Linked DNA regions of Mus musculus: all the other regions are linked to region 4. Evidence: chromatin contacts called from public Hi-C data. All regions are on one chromosome and are shown on one strand. Each heading gives the region's core, a stretch centred on a gene start, on an enhancer-like site or on the middle of the called end of the contact. The rest is flanking DNA. Distances are from core to core; before and after follow the strand shown. Region 1 has its middle 93 kb from the start of Stmnd1. Region 2 has its middle 100 kb from the start of Gm45949. Region 3 overlaps Atxn1 (ataxin 1). Region 4 has its middle 14 kb from the start of Gm34991.

Region 1 (3,987 bases), core at 199-2,698, 170 kb before region 4:
TTTGCTCTGCTACCTAGAGCCATTCACCAGTGCTTTGGCCCTGGGCTGTCAACTCTCCTTTTCCCAATTCCCAGTTTTAGTTTTCCCTTTGCCTCGCTTACTGGGGAGTCAGGTCTTAATGCTGTTGGCTGCTTGTGCCTTTTCTCCTTGTGTACAGTCACAGGAGGAGGCCTGGCCTTCAGCTTGCTTACTCAAGAGGGGTGACTGAGGGCTCAGCAAGACAGACAAACAGACCCACTTGTCCTTCCATCAGTGTGTGGGTCCAATGACCCCAAATGTCCTCCTAAAGTTTGTGTTGAAACCTTAAGCCCCAACCCAGGGTATTTGCCCTGGTTACTACAACCTAGTTACTTTGCACGTGTTCCCTTGGAGGGGATAATGGGATCCTGGCCCTTTCTCCTCCATCTTTCCTTCTTCCTGCCATCAGGAGGCAAACAGACCTCTTCTCTCCACGCTTCTGCCATAATGCACCCTGTAAGCTTGAACTGGAGACTCGGAAACCAAGAGCCCCAACAAACCTTTCCTTCTTTTAAAGTTGATTATCTCAGGTATTTTGTTAGAACAACAGAAAGCCGACTAATAAGATCCGTGGCCCGCCCGCCGTTGTGTGTAAGAAGGACTTAAGTCACTGACAACTTGGGAATCCCCACTCCTGTTTCTTGTTCCCACGAGGAGGGCATGAAAACAGGCAAGGTAGCCACTACCTACATCTTCAGTAACTTTCTGAAGTGGGTCTCCCTTCCCCTCCATCTTACCTTCTAAAGCTAAAGCAGTATCCTACCTTCCGTCAAGAGCTCACAGGAGAAAACCTGAGGCAAATCCAGAGAACTGAGGTGGACATCAGACACAGAAGCACAGTGAGGACTATTTACAGACTGACAGGCCCCACCGGGAGGGAAGTGTAAACAGAGCTATTTGTTCAGCAAAGGAATTGTCTTTCCGCATTTCTATTTTCATTCGTCAATGCTCGAAAGAGCATCTTGTCAGTCCTGGTTTTCCTATCCTCCCACAAATTTGTGTTCTACAATGCCTCTGTTTCTCCAACCATTGATTTCCCTTTATAATCTGTCTCGGCTCTCTCTCCCTCTGCTGGGATATTTATGACCGAGTAGCTTGTATGCTGCTGGCCATGCATCAATTTACCTTTGAACACATTCTATTTCCTCCGCAGCTCTCTCCTCAATAGCTTTATCCTGCTTCACTTCCCCGGCATTTGCTCCATTCTTCCAAAATTAGCTCCACTAAAATGTAATGTCTCTAGTTTCCCCCTTCTGCTGTGGCTTCAATTCTCCCTGGTATAAACATAACTATTATTAGCCAATCTTTTTGCTGTGGCTAAGTCTGTGGCTAGACGCCACTACTTCCTCTAGCTATGCCCTTGGTCCGAAACCCTGGCAAATAATAGCAGATCTTGCTTGCCTTGTGCTAACGGATGGCATGAATAGCTGGCCTGTTTGATGGACGGTGGCTATTGTATAAGTTTTAACTGCTTGCGGAATGTCCTGGTTTGTCACAGAGCACAGGGCGTCCAGCTAACTCCTCCTTTTCCTGGCACTCTCAGCTCTGCTAAAGCTGCTATGACAGCACATCTTGCAGTTAAAACACAAATTCCCTTTGGGCCAGTAAAAATGAAGGCACGGAGGAAGTTCATGGGCTGGTGTTTATTTTGAGTCTTTTTTAATGTGCTACGTTTTGTGATGACTACGCATTCACGTGGACCCTGCACACGCCTCCTTTCAGCCCTTTCAGGATGCTCGCCTTGCAGATGCTCATGCTGTTCTCTGTCTCCACTGTCCTCAGGATGTTTTTGTATAGCATTGAATTGAGAGCATAATTTGATGGACAGGATGGAAAGACTGATGAAAAAAAATGTGTTGCTGTTTCTGCTTCCAACCTTCTGGAAGAGTGGAAAAACACTCACCTTCCTCAACATTCACTGTGCTACAGCTGCCAAATTACCTAAGAGGACCTAAGAGCCAGTTGGCTTCTAATGTGACAGCAAGCTTTTTTTTTTTTTTAAAGAAATTATGCATTGCACTGTCTGTTTCTGTCTAGAGCAAGTTCCGTGTAATAAGAATGGTAATTTACTTCTTCTTAGCCCCTATTCATTCAAGAACCTTGAAGTGCTTCCGACTTCTATCCCTTCTGTGGAAACACACAGCCAGGCAAGGATGGATCAGGTTAGAACATTTGTGTGGCCAGTTCTTGGTAGCCTGAGTCTCAACCAACAGGAAGGCTGGCCTTCTCTTGGCCAGAGCCTTCATCTTTTCCCACCACCTTCCCTCTGCACACTTGTTACCTCTGCCAAGCCACAGCTTTCCTGGTGAACTTTGAGGAGCTGCCTCATCCTCTCCAATGTACTCCCCAACTCTCCATGTTTCCCCCACCTGGCCCAGACTCTAAGAAAGACCTTGTTGGAATCCTTTGAAGTCTCCAAGGCATCAGAAGCCCCGCTGTTTCCCTGTTTCTATCCTGCCCTCACTGGTATGGATTTGAGTATGGGTAGTCAGGCAAGCGTGAAGATAAGAAGAAAGACAACAGCTATCCTATGGACCTTTCTTTTCTTATACATCAGTTCTGTAGCCCCACCTAATATTTATAGCTCTTAATAAGAACAATAGACAGGACAAACTGAGAAATACATTGATTCGTTCCTTCCCGCAGGTTTCCATTTGTGTGCAGGGCACAAATGTACACTCTGTACTGTTGGAGACACGTTGCCTGCCCTTGTAGAACTCATTTATGCCTAGCAGGAAGATGGGGCTGAAGTAACCTATCCAGGACCTTGTAGACAAAAGTACCAAGTGCTGTGTAAAGAGAGACCAACAGATGCGCTTGGAAGACTTGAGAGATGTTATGACTGAGTCTAGAGAAAGAAGATAGATTGTAAAGGAGATATGGGGTTGGCTCAAGGGCAGAGTGGAAGCAGAAGCCATTTAAGAGGGAAATGGTCAAGCGATCAGGTGACATTTCCTATCAGCAGGTCTCAGTTGTGGATGAAAAGTTCTACATTGGTCAAAATATGAAGGATGACCATTGAGCAGGAAGGGGTATCCGCCAATAGGACAGATGGCAGATGTCTTCCTCCATCACTCTCCACCTTCTTCTGTATTTGAGGCAAGGTCTCTAACTGGTCTGGAACTAATCCATTCTAACAGGCTGGCTGATCAGTTGGCTCCATATATCCTCCTGCCTCCAGCTCCACAGCACTGAAGTTGCGGGCACACACTACCACATTGGGCTTTATACATAGGTGCTGGGGGTCTGAACTCAGGTCCCCTTGCTTGCACCACAAACACTTCACTGAGCCCTAAAAGCACAAGATAGGCACTTTAAAGGCCTTAATTCAAAGACAGGAGATTTTTAATTAGAATATTAAAACAAATCCATAAAATCCAACTGTATAATTTGGCAGCAGAAGGAAGCTTAACTTTGAATGGCTCAGACATTGGCCCTCATCTGATAAATATCTTCTTGCCTCTGTTAGCACAGCTCTCTGGGAAGCCAGATCATCACAGGGAGGTTGTTCAACACAGGATCCAAATTAGGTTAGAACTTTCAGTGGCGTAGGGTCTGGTAGCTCATCATCATATCTCTTGCTAGGAGGGGCTGTGGCATACTTTCCTTAAGCCCTTAAAACATCTTTATCCGGACTCAGTGTTTACATAATTCCTACCTATTTTTTTCAGTATACCTTTTCTTTTTACATCAGTCTTTATTTATTTCTTCAAACCCTGTCATTGATTTCTCAAATACTTGTGCACACAGATGGACCACTGCCACCATTTGCTATTTCTTGGGATCAACAGCCTCCCTCCAAGTTTAATAGAAATACAGATTCCGACACTTTTTGCAGCCCATGAGCCAAGCTCAAGTACCCTTCAGCCCTCATTATAGCATGGATTGTTATTTAGAAGTTAACCAGCTGGAAATTCTTTGCAGAGCAGCCTCTGATGACTGAACACGGTCATTTTATTTCTCTGTCAC
Region 2 (4,170 bases), core at 717-3,216, 150 kb before region 4:
TACATCACAAAGAGCCCAAGGGGACAAGTGAGGTGGCTCTGGGGATCAAAGCTCTTGCTACCAAGCCTGATGACCTGAGTTTAATTCCCTGGACTCGATGTAGGACTAAAAGAACTAACTCTGGTAATTTTTCTTCTGATCTCCGTAAGCATACACCAAGCACATGTGTTTGTGAATACACACACAGACACACACACAGAGACACACAGAGACACAAACAATACACAGACACACACAGACACATACACAGACACACACAGAGACACACAAACACACACAAACAACACACAGAAACATACAGGCACACACAGAGACACTAACAACACACAGACACACACAGGCACACAGATACAAAAACAAGCACACACAGGCACACAGATACAAAAACAAGCACACACAGACACACACATAAACACACACACACAGACAAACACATTCACACACACGGGCACAGAGACACACAGACAAAGACACACAGGAACACAGAGAAACAGACACACACACCGACAAAGACACAGACATACACACATACACACACAGATACACACACAGATAAACACATTCACACACACAGGCACACAGAGACACACAGACACAGGGACAAAAACATACACACAGAGACAGACAAACAGGCAGACACACAGAGATACACAGGCACACAGACATACACACAAAAACACATTCACACACACATTCACACAGAGACACACACATTCACACAGAGACACACAGACAAAGACACACACAGGCACACAGAGACATACAGACACACACACAGATACAGACAGACAGACAGACACACACACGTAGACACACACACACACACACACACACAGAGGCTGTGAAGAACTGTTTTCCCAGCCCAGGCTTATTTTACAGGCAACCCAATATACCTCAGACGACTTGATTTTTTTCACGTGAAATCTCTTTTTCATGTCATCAGGGATTCTTTTCCCCTCCTGCCTGCTTTGGGCTATTCTCCTATCCAAGGTGGCCTTCCAATTGTCCTCTACAGTTCCCATCCCTCTGGATTCAGCTTCCTGAGTTACCTACTTTGCCTCCTCAGAAGTTCCTACTTCTCAGTAGAGAAGCTGTGTGTTCTTCTGACTTCCTCAGACCGAAGGATAAGCTCCTTAAGTTTGCATGTTTATATATTCATCTAAATCCTCCTACCACGCAGCTGAGGATGGACACAAACCTATCTTGCAGCCTTCAAAACAGGGGAAGCGCTTCCCAATAGCAGCCACTAGAGGTCGCTCATCCACACACTCTTGCCCGGCCCAGGTTCCCGACTGCACATGGATTACTAGACAAGCTGGAAGTAGGGCAGGCTGTCTTTATTTCTTTTTCTCTCCAACACAGCCTCGGGCCATCAGAGCTTCTGATGTCAGGGTCCCTGCCGTGCAAGCTGCAGAACAGAAAGCGCTGCGAATCACAAAGGTCACTGCCTCTGCTCTTTGCATCCACTGCTCACCTGAAATCTTCTGCTTCTCCGCCAAGAGCCCCAGCCCAGGTTCTGATTGCTTTTTCCCAGCTCCAGTGTTCCCGAAGTGGGAGGGGGAGCATGTGACCACTGAGTGCAATGTATATGCGTGCTTACAGATTATGCCTCAGATCAGCGATGTGTGGAGAAAGATTTCCACACACATGCTACTCCTATGATCCTCGGGGAGTTTCTGAGCTGGGCACAGCGCTGGCCTTTGCATAATAAGCCCTAGCAAATGGGCCAAGCTTAAGGTAGAGACAGTGATCAGATCATACTTAAGAGACTTCATGAGCCCAAAGCACCACTATGAAGCAGTAAGTTGGGAGATCGGACTAATGCTGTAGATGGGTGGGAAGGGAAGAAATGAAGGCAGCTCTAGCTCAGAGAAATATGAGCCTTGCGTGGCTGAGAGCCTAGCATGGTGTCCTGTGGGCATTTAGGGGGCGGGCAGAATGCCGATGGGAGTTGACAGTGACTCATTCAAGTGGCCGTGTCACTTGTAAACATCCAGGGAGTGTGCAGATGCTGGGAAGCAAGCTAGCACAGTGTGGATGAGTGAAGTTCTGGCTGCCAACCCCCCTAAAAGCAAGCTCAAGCATGCCACCGGCAGTTTCTAAAGTAGCGTTTAGACCTGCTGGCCAACTTCAAAGGGAAGGCACCCTGATCAAAAGGCTGTATTCATGAGCATGTGCAGCTGGACTCCCTGTGCTCTGGCATTGATTAGCCATGAGTTAAGCCCTCTGTACCTCAGCTTGCTCACATATGAAATGGGACTGATAGTCCTAGCCCCCCACCCCCCCCCAACCCCCGCCTCACAGGTGTGGCTAGACACAAAGTCCTTAGAGTATAGTGCCTGGTGCAGGTCCAGGGTAGAGTCACATGTTACTGAGTTTGAAATGCAGCATCAGGACATCATTGAGCCAACTTGTGTACACACATCTAGACAAGCAAGACATCGAGAAACTATGCTTTCCAAATGGTCTTCTTGTTCTGGCGTAGCAAGTCGGTAGGGACACCTGGGAGCAGAGTTGGATTGCCTTTGCCCTCTCTCTCTCTCTATCCCTGCAGGCCACCAGTAGTGTGTGTATTGTCACACTGGGAGGCTATGCTAGAAGATCCTGGGGTTTTCACCATGCCAGGTCACAAAGAGCCCTGATTTACAGCCCTGTAACAACACTACTTTTAAAGAAGTCTCTCACCTTGCCTTAAAGCCTTGAAGTGGCCACCAACTCTACCTCCCTGTGAATGGGGCTGCTCTCAGGTCTCCATTTTCAGAACAGAGAGGTATCGTCCATATGAAAGATCATGTTCCGCAAGTAGCTCCACCCCCTACCCCCAATCAGCTTCCCCAGAGTATCCAAGAGCCACCAGCCCTGGGAGGCCCACTGTTCATTCTGACACTGAGCAACAAAATAACATTCCTTGACTAGCTCAAACCACCTGGAACCTCGACATTGTGGGTGGGTCCAGTTTCAAGGCAGAAAGGGGTCCCGATTGTCTTGCCGCTGAGATACAATGTAGCTCTGTCTGGTCTTCCATCCAGGCCATTGGGGGCTCCTCCAAATCTTACAGCACCTCATCTGAGTAGTTTTCCAGTTTGGGAAATAGGGGTTCAGAGAGTACAGGCTGGCCTTGAACTCCCCAAGGATGACTCTCTACTTCTGATCCTCTTGTCTCTATCTCCCAAGTGCTAGGATTACCACCCTCAGCTTCCAGTTTCCATTGCCTTCCACAAATCAGATCCTTAAACAGCTTCGATCGCCTTGTACACATTTTTCAAGACCATAGCTGCAAACTGGGGCATGCTTGATTGGAGAGCAATAACCATCATCGATTTTCCACCTCCGTAGCCCTTAATCACTTTAAATTTCATTTCCAGGTCAATTACTCCATGTGACCTCTTGCTGGTAACATTAGCAGCAGATTTTTATATTTAGGGTCCACGATGAACAGAGCATGAGGTTAAATCAAGCACCAGAGAACGATGCTATCAACACACACTGTAAACCTAAACACAGGATCAAAGGATTCAATGGCGAGTCACACATCGTGTTTACAGTAAGTCCCCCCCCCCCACTAAGATAAATTGTGCTGGTCAGTTTTAACTATCTGCTTGAACCTAGGATCACCTGGGAAGAGAGTCTTAATGGGGAATTATCTAGACCAGCTTGGCCTGTGGCTATGTCTGTGGGGGATGCGTTTTTGATTATTAACAGAGGTGGGAAGGTCTACCCTGAACACAGGTGGGACCATTTCATAGGCTTAGCCCTGAACTGATCAGTGGGGGAAAGAGCGATCTGAGCACAAGAAAGCAGGTAGCGCGTGCAGATGAGATTCAGTCTGTCTTCGACTGTGGCTTTGATGTGGCTAGCTGTGTGAGTTCCTGTCGTGACTTCTCCGAAATGATGGACATCATCATCAAGTGTTGCGCATGTATACAGCTTTTACGGTGTCGGTGTGCATTTACATAACTGCCACATTGGTGGTTTAGTTCACATAAGCACGGTCACAGATTCGCATGACTTATTGTACTGCGATATAAATGTCGTGAAGCTCCAAGGGTTTCCCAGTTTCAATATAGCCTTAGAGGTCCACCGCTCTTCATTGGTTGATACAATGCTGAGTTTGATGACATCTGTGCCCTTTCTTACTATTACTGCTATGTTTGGGTTGTATCGATGTTT
Region 3 (4,240 bases), core at 685-3,184, 140 kb after region 4:
TGAACCCCAAAAGCCACTTTAAGTAGGTCAAGGGTGGGGCTAGTTTTTGGGACTGATAGGTCAAAGGAGTAAACTTTGGATGTTGAGTGCAAACTACCACCGGGTTGTACCTCTAACCCTAGGACTTTTATATGTCATGGGCACTCTTCTCTTACTTATTTTGCGTGAAAGCCTTTGTACAACATTCAAGATATACTGCTGTAGAAACATAAATACATATTGTTGTTCTAAAATATGTTGCATTTATTTGTGTGTATGCTTGCATATAGTTGCATGTATGTGTTTGTGTGTGTATGTGCACACATATATATGTGTATGTGCTTGTATACGTGGCGTTGGGGCTTGGATATGCCACAGTATGCTCAGAGGTCAGAGGACCGCCTGTGGCAGTTGCTTTTCTTCCACCCTGTGGCTTCTGTGATCAAACTTAGGTCATCATTCTTGGCCTTTACTTGCTGAGCCCTCTAGCTGGCTCACGAATCCCTATTTTAAAGCAGAACTGCATTTTAATAACTTAAAACTGGTGTGTAATGCCGACATTGGTGACCAACTAGACATATACATCTGTTCTTGATATTGTGTTTTTCTCTCTGTAAGATTTAAGTCTTGGTAGATGCCAGCCCCTGTCATGCTAAGGCATGTTCATATTTAGAATCTAGCGGTTTTGTCTTCTGATGGTTCATTTATAACAGCGTCATCTCTCTGTGATTAACTCTTATTGATACAAAGGGGACGAATGCTAATTAATAACTGAAGTCTGTTAATAACTAAAGACCTGTGGGAAAGTTAATAGACTATGGATCTCTTTTCAATCAGTCCTAACTGGGCAATCGTTACAGGTTTGTTTGGGAGCCCAGAAACAGCACCTATGGGCCTTGCAATACAGAATAGTTGCTCAATAAATGTTAATTCTAGAAACAAACTGGTTAGTTTTGCTTGGGGGACAGAAAGAGTTCAGCATTCCCCTCCTTGTGCTTCTTTGGACCCATTTTCTTCATAGAGCAATCTGAGGCTCTCTTGCACATCATGTTTCCCCTGTGTGTTTCCACCCCCCCCCCCACCCCTGTCTTTCTCTTGTTCTCTGGATTGCAGAGAAATCATGTCACTCTGTGTGTACTTTCTGGCTGGAGTACAGATTCATTAAAGACCCCATTCATACCACCATATCACCCCTCATTCATATCACACCCCCATTTATAGTATGCCCTGCATTCAAAGCACCCCTCATTTATAACATATCCCACTTATAGCACACCCCTCACTCATAGCACACCCCCTTCCTGTGGACAAGTAGCTGATAGAATATATCCCCAGTGCTTTGTGTGTTCGTGAAGCGACTTGGCGCATTCACTTTCTTAGAAACCCACAGACAGTGTGTCTCATTTCCCAAGGAGATGTGTAAAAACTTCACAAGGACGTTTGTGACAGCTCACGGGGAAAGGGTTATTTACTATGCTTCTGTGAGTCATGATGATGTCACCCCCCTCAAGAATCAGCTACAGTAAATTGACTTTAATGAGGACAGTTTGGGAGGGAGATGATACGTTCCACGTGTAACCTTGGCACGGAGCACAAAGTGGAGTTGCTGGCACGTGGCCGTGGTGAGCCACAGCAGTTATGCGTCTGCTTGATCAGATTCATATTCATATCTTGTCGGTTTCCGACGAGCCAAAAATTAAAAATAACATTTGTTTCTGTTTTCATAACTGCCTAAAAATTATCCCAAGTCATTTTATTTTATTTAGCTTGACTTTTAATCTTGTTTTAAATATGTGGCCTTTCAAGCAGTCTGGAAATACATCCTCGCAATTTGGCACTGCTGGGTGGGACATTTTTCTTTAAGTGTTTGGGACTGAACCCCTTTCCCATGCCGTGATCATTTGAACAGCACACCATGGTCCAAGTGTTATCTACGGTCTCAGCTTGAGATATACAGTTGTCAATATTTATCAGCTACGGACACATTCCAAGACCTCCAGCCTGAGACAACAGAGCATCAAGTCTTACTCTCCTGATTTTTTTCATCTGTATTATCTGTCCAGTGAAGTTTAATTTAGAAGTCATGCACTGGAAGGCACTAGCAACTGTAGCTACTGGTAACATAGAACAGCTATAATAAAACCCTTTAAAGATGTTACATGACTCACTCTCTCAGGGTCTCTTCCTGTTCTGTGGATCTGAGCAACCTCAGCATATGGTTTTCTTTCTTTATGAGTTTGAGAAGTTTCCCCGTTTGCCACTTTTTCCTCTTTGGCTTATCCAAATCACCAGCATCACCACTATTGTACTCTGTGCAGAGTGGGACAGCGAGTGTGACGTTTAATTCCACTCCTGGAAATGGTGTGCCAATTGGAACTTGAGTTGCTTCTTTCTGGAATTTTTCCGTCAATATCTGCAGACCAGGGTTGACCTCAAGTAATGGGAACCATAGAAAAGGCAAAAATAAAGGAGCGTTGTAAAGAAGTGTTGTTACACAGAGGTTGGACCTTCCTAGAGCCAGGTATGGCGGCATTGTGGAGAGGTGACCGAGGAACATATGAGTTGTCAGGAAAGGGGAAATATTGAGATGGTAAAACCTGGAAATAGAGATGACAGGATTTGGGAGACTCGGGAGGAGCAGATGGAGTGACTTTGGTATATCCAGATTGCATCATTCAGTGACATGATGGTCTGAGGACCGGCCTGACTGGATCCATAGACACTATGCTGCCAGGGTCCCCTCTTAGCGGCTGCCATTGCATTATTAATGGTCCTATAGCTCTCCCCTTCTTGGTTAGGAATTATAACCAGCCCCTGGCCCCATTTAGTCTGGGGTAGTCTGGAGTATCTAGGGGTAAGGAGTGAGTTCAAGGTACCTAAAATACTGGTATAAAATTGGGCAGTAAACGGACAGAGTTAGGATAGCCCAGTCCTGATAGTTTAATATGTTTCGCTGACCTAAGCTTGCTTGTCTGGAATTTTGAGAACAACGGGAAGAGTTTGGTGTCCACCAAATCGGTGTGCCATCCCTTCTCTGTGTAAGAACAAAGGCTGGGAAAATGGTCTTTTGTGGCACCACTCACCGAGGAGGCTCACTGAAACCGAAACAGAACTGGGCCTCGAAAACGTGGTGCTGGAAGTAGGTATTTGAAGTAGACTAAAATGGCAGTGACAGGAAGTGGGACCTAGAGGTCAGCTGCGCCGTGCCCCTTCCCCACCTCCGTGATGGTTGGCCATCTCTTCTAAGAATGATTCATGGAAAGATGCATGAGAGTGGGAAGGCAGGCATCCGAAGACAGCAAGGAAGCGTCATGGGTGATACACACACACACACCCAGGGGGTGGAGCTTCCAGATGGGAAGGCAGCAATCAGGTAGAAGTCACAATGTGGGGGCCATTCAGCACCTGTCCTAACTTAGTGGCTACATAGATGGTTAATATACTCACTAGTCTGCTCTTGGCCGTGTTCCTATAGCAAGTGCATGAGCCGTCAGCTTACTTGCTCTGTCTAAGAGAAAGGAGGGTTTTGGAGGAGGAAAAAAACAATATGCCTCTTGAAGACAAAGTACCCAGGAAGGCCTGTTACCTCCGAGTACAAATCGTGCCAGTTAAAATGCATCGTTTCCAACGAGTAATTAGGAAGCCAAAAAAAAAAAACCAAAAAAACAAAAAAACAAAACAAAAACAAAAACAAAAACAAACAAACAAAAAAAACCAGGGCAGATTCTGGCTCTGTATCCTATATGCTGTGGTCCAAATGGTAATTGTCATTAAAGAGATCCGTGCTTGCTGGTGGCAGCCCTATGGGAAGCAGAGTTAGATATAGAACTCTTGAACCACCATGGGACTGTTGGCGATGGGGAGAAGAGAGGATTAAGGATGGCGGAGTATTTAGAATAGGCAAGATATAAGCAGTAGCTGGCTGGACACATCCCAGATTCAAGTTCTTTTTGCCAAACATTAATGCACTGCCCTACTTTTCCCTAATGTTAGCTCACGTTAGGAAAGAACTAATTCTCCTTCTGAGAATGTTTCAGAGAAGCTGGCATGGACCGTCTCATAGAATCCCGCTGCCTGCACTGGAGAGAAATCTCGTCTCCTTGAGTAATATCTAAAACATTTGGAAGAATTACATTGCTAATCTGTTGAATCTTGGGACTAGAGGGAAGGAAGTTTAAAAAGAAAATCCACATTAAAAACATATGCCCTTGCTTCTCTCTTTCTCCTCTGCTTCTTCCAACCCTGTTTTCTCCTGCCCTCC
Region 4 (3,779 bases), core at 764-3,263:
CATCACCTGTGTGGAGCTTTGATTACTGCAGATGCTGTCTGACCTCACTCTGGACAGATGGTTCTGGCAGGAATCGCCCCTGTGGATGGCTGGGGCAGCTTCTGCAAGCGGGGCTGTCTGTCATGAAGCTCCACCCCATACCAACTGTGTCAGAACCTCAGTGAGCAGGGGCAGAGAGAGGCACCAATTGCTTAATTCCCTGGCCAGGGGACCCTAACACATAGGTAGGCCCGAGGGACACTGAGCTAAGTAGACTGAAGTCACTCACTTGTTTCACAAATACTGGCAGCTCTTCTATGCAGGTCCTTGATCCACAACAGAGCAGGTAATACAGCGAACACTTTTTTGATACTCTGAGCTTAGAAACCAGAATCAAAGTCTTCATGGGTAAAGCCTAGTATTAGCAATGTTTTGTGTCGGCTTGTGTTGAGCAGAGATCTCAGTAAGTAGCCCTGGCTCCCTGGAACTTGATATATAGAGCAGGCTACCTCAAACTCATGGTGATCCTCTTGCATCTGCCTCTTGGGTGCTGGGATTCTAGGCATATACTAACACACCTGACTGGTAATGGTGTGTGTGTGTGTGTGCATGTGTGTTTGCACATGACTGTGTTGTGTTCATATATGTACATATTGTGTAGCTATGCATATGTGTGTGTGCATGCACATGTGTATGTTGTGTTTGTATATGTGCATATGTGTGTATAGGTATGCATATATGTGTGTGAGTGTATGTGGAAGCATGTGGCTGACATCAGGTGTGATTCCTCTATTTGTTTCCAGCTTATTTTCTAAGACAGGACTTATCGGTACCGGGAGCTTATCTGTTCAGCTAGACTGGCTGGCCAGGCAACCCGAGGGACCTTCCTGTCTTAACCTTCCAGCACTGGGCTTATGGCCATATCTCCACACCTGGCATTTAAAGTGGGCACTGGGGATCCAATGTGGGCCTTCATGCTTTTGTGGCAAGGGATGTTGCCCACTGAGCCACCTCCCCAGCCCTGCACTGGACACTTTAAAAAACTTCACCAGGCAAAGCTGACAAGAGAGAGTAGAGAACCAGGAGCTGGCTGTTGGCTTTGGGGTGAGTTATGTAACAGTTCTAAGCTTCTTTCCTTATCTTTAAGACAGTGGAGAACAAATCTTCCATCCCAGGAGCTGTTATGAGTTTTAAATTAAAAAAGAAAAAAAATCAATAGAAAACTGCACAGTAGTTCACATCATACCTACTAGGCATTCTGTGAAGGTGTATTTTCTCCCTTCTCCTCTTTGTTTCTCCCACTGCCCTGAAAGCAATGTGTTGAGCTAACTATATATGATGGATGGTCGAAGGTTGAGATAGGCTTGAGATAGACTCTGTGCTTTCCACACCACTCCTGGGTGCATCAAGTTGGCTACAGTTACTGCTGCAGGGATCTGGCCCCTTTCTGGCCTGGGACCACCCCTCTCCAGCCTAGGACTGCCCCAGGGACTGGGCTCACAATTTTAGAGGGAGCTAGTTGTGGTTTCCTAAAAAGAAAATAATAATAATAATAGTAGTAGTAGTAGTAGTCGTCGTCTTTGTCGTCGTCTTGAAAGGTGATTAGTTTGTACCAGAAGAGAGGCTGTACGAGGCTGGGGACAGAGAACAAATGACACTTTCAGGGGACACTTGTAGGTAGGTCGTGCTTTGCAAGTATTTCACTTGTGTCTTTGCATCTCCGTAATCAAGAAAATGGAGTTTCCTTTTCTGACCCACTTCGGCATGAATAAGAGTAGCCTGAGTTTTATGTCTGAGAGCAGGTAGGAGGTATATCATTTGTTTTATATGTATCTTCTTCCTTTTATTATTTAGGGCATATTTTGCATGCATCTAGGTATTTTTTAATTGCATTCTTCAGGGTGAGGGCAGGAAACCAGCTGCTTCACTAGAAAAAAAACCCTCATTAATGAAATGGGCTCTCTGAACACATAGAGCAAAGAGCTGAATAAAGATGACGTCAGCTTCCTTAGAGTGCATTTTCATTCAAGGTTATCATCCAAGTCCTGCTGGAGGCTTGTGCAGAGCAATTGATCTCCTGACCAGCTGTGTATTCCTCTAGACCAGATCTGCTACAACCTGTCACTTAGGGAGTCCCTCCCATCAGCTGCCTTGTTCTGTATCCTTTTCTCTCCAGTGCAGGGATGAAGCTGTCCTCTGGCTCTGAAGGTCCTTCCTGACACCCCCACCCCTGATTTCTCTGCCTAATGTGACTTTCAATGACCTACTTTACAAACGGTTTGAACTTGGCCAGAAGCCAAGACATTGAGGGTGCTTTGGTGGCTGCAGGCAGGGCTGCTGGTAGAAGACAGCAGTTCTCTCAGTGGGGTCCCTGCAGAACTGTGTGCATGGTTTTATCTGGATGGTGGTTACATTGTTTTTCTTTCTTTCTCTCTCTCACCCCTACCCTTCAGGGCCTTGCCTGTTTCAATTCATCTTTCCCTTCCTAGAGTCCAGGCTATTGATTGGCTGGAGCTGGCCCTTAAGTCAGAGAAAGGCAGCCAATCAGAGCAGGTCTTTGCCCTGTCTCCCTGTGGAAACCTCTGAAGTAGTGATGAAAGTGAAGGAGAGGCTGCAGGCTGAGCTCCCAGGGGCAGTCCTAGAGAGTGCTCTTTCCAGGGCAAAGTGGGGAGGACTCAGAGCCAAATTCCAGATCAGCCTTCCGTGGCCAAGCTTGTCCCTGGCTCCCACGCACAGCTTTAGCAAAGCCTGGCTCCTGCTCAGCTTACTACATCTTGCTTTTAAAACCCGCATGGCTGCAGGGGGAGCGAGGAAAGGAAGGAGTGAGGAAGAGGGCAGAAATACTGGAAATGATGTGTGACCTTGACACTGTAGGACGTGATGAGCCCCCACCCCCAGCCCCACCCCCGAGAACCCTTTTCTCCCTAGCTTCAGGGCTGCCCACCTTAAAAGGAAGCTGGCTTTGGATCAAGGGAAATTATCTGAACTTGTAAATCGGCTTTTAAGTGAGTCTTCCCTGGAGCAGCTGCTCTGAATTTAGAATAGGTACAGTTCTCAGCATCCGCCATCTGATATGACTCTTCCTAGGGTGAAGTATTTGTCTGTACGAGCTTGAGGGGAAGACAAGACGGCCTGCCGGGTTTCCCCTTAGGACATGTGTAGTATGATAGTCCCTGCCTTCTCGATCCACTAGGCCTGGGATGAGGGTAGCTAAGTGGTAGAGTGTATGCCTTAGCACATGCAAAGCCGTCAGCTCAACCCCCAGCCCTGTAACAATAATAGTAACAGCAGTAGTAGTTTGGCCTGCTATCAAATATGAAGGAAAAGGGCAATTATAGTTTAACTCATATTTGAGTCTAAAATGGAACATTCAAGATTTGTCTGAAAGACTCATTTGAAAAACAGACAGGGAACATCTGACTTACTGCCCAGAGAACATCCAGTCGTCGTTCACTTGATCTTTGAGATTTTAATGACATCTTCTTCCTCAGTCTCCCCACTCCCCACCCTTGCTTCCTTTCTGTTGACAGGGAATCTGGTGAAGCCCATCGCTCATTTCCCATCCCATGTTCTGGCCCTGTGGCTCCTGCTTTATGGAATACAATCACTATAGAAAGTTGCCTGAGAAAGGGAGGGAACCCGTGGAAGGTTGACTATGGAATGGTGTCCCTGAAGTGTGATACTGTTCTTGGCTTTATGCACAACATGGGCCACAACATGGGCTGATCCATCATCACATCTTCTTTGGCAAACTAGCCTTTCTCTCTCTTCTTCCCCCCTCCCACCCCCCACCCAGCATC

Evidence for each region. A called contact is a pair of places that touch in the nucleus more often than the background predicts.
Region 1: a contact with region 4 is called in a Hi-C map of uterus. The contact joins two enhancer-like sites. A contact is called at or near these places in 3 of 39 promoter capture datasets (the 3T3-L1 cell line, HPC-7-derived erythroid cells and pre-B cells), 1 of 15 datasets of contacts at CTCF or cohesin (the NIH/3T3 cell line), 2 of 484 Hi-C or Micro-C datasets (brown adipocytes and uterus) and 2 of 115 datasets of contacts at active chromatin or transcription factors (VIP interneurons and embryonic stem cells).
Region 2: a Hi-C map of uterus shows a contact between it and region 4, with 3 times the contacts expected there. The contact joins two enhancer-like sites. A contact is called at or near these places in 1 of 15 datasets of contacts at CTCF or cohesin (the NIH/3T3 cell line), 9 of 484 Hi-C or Micro-C datasets (the CH12 cell line, Th1 cells, bone marrow-derived macrophages and 3 more), 4 of 115 datasets of contacts at active chromatin or transcription factors (SST interneurons, embryonic basal ganglia, embryonic stem cells and 1 more) and 1 of 9 other capture datasets (embryonic stem cells).
Region 3: a contact with region 4 is called in a Hi-C map of Sertoli cells, with 4 times the contacts expected there. The contact joins two enhancer-like sites. A contact is called at or near these places in 1 of 484 Hi-C or Micro-C datasets (Sertoli cells) and 1 of 9 other capture datasets (pancreatic islet).

What each region holds. Positions count from the first base shown.
Region 1 is chr13:46,178,447-46,182,433 of GRCm38.p6, reverse strand. No RefSeq gene overlaps it. Among named protein-coding and RNA genes, the nearest start is that of Stmnd1, 93 kb to the left of the region's middle. Within about 2 kb of position 1,448, at least 78 of the 459 cell types and tissues checked have an H3K27ac peak or open chromatin away from gene starts, as enhancers often do. A contact at or near this core is called in VIP interneurons and uterus, where this site is marked.
Region 2 is chr13:46,159,292-46,163,461 of GRCm38.p6, reverse strand. No RefSeq gene overlaps it. Among named protein-coding and RNA genes, the nearest start is that of Gm45949, 100 kb to the right of the region's middle. Within about 2 kb of position 1,966, at least 78 of the 459 cell types and tissues checked have an H3K27ac peak or open chromatin away from gene starts, as enhancers often do. A contact at or near this core is called in SST interneurons, forebrain and uterus, where this site is marked.
Region 3 is chr13:45,864,760-45,868,999 of GRCm38.p6, reverse strand. All of the region lies in intron 2 of Atxn1 (ataxin 1), which reads left to right. Among named protein-coding and RNA genes, the nearest start is that of Atxn1, 98 kb to the left of the region's middle. Within about 2 kb of position 1,934, at least 38 of the 459 cell types and tissues checked have an H3K27ac peak or open chromatin away from gene starts, as enhancers often do. A contact at or near this core is called in Sertoli cells, where this site is marked.
Region 4 is chr13:46,005,180-46,008,958 of GRCm38.p6, reverse strand. No RefSeq gene overlaps it. Among named protein-coding and RNA genes, the nearest start is that of Gm34991, 14 kb to the left of the region's middle. Within about 2 kb of position 2,013, at least 114 of the 459 cell types and tissues checked have an H3K27ac peak or open chromatin away from gene starts, as enhancers often do. A contact at or near this core is called in SST interneurons, Sertoli cells, VIP interneurons and 2 more, where this site is marked.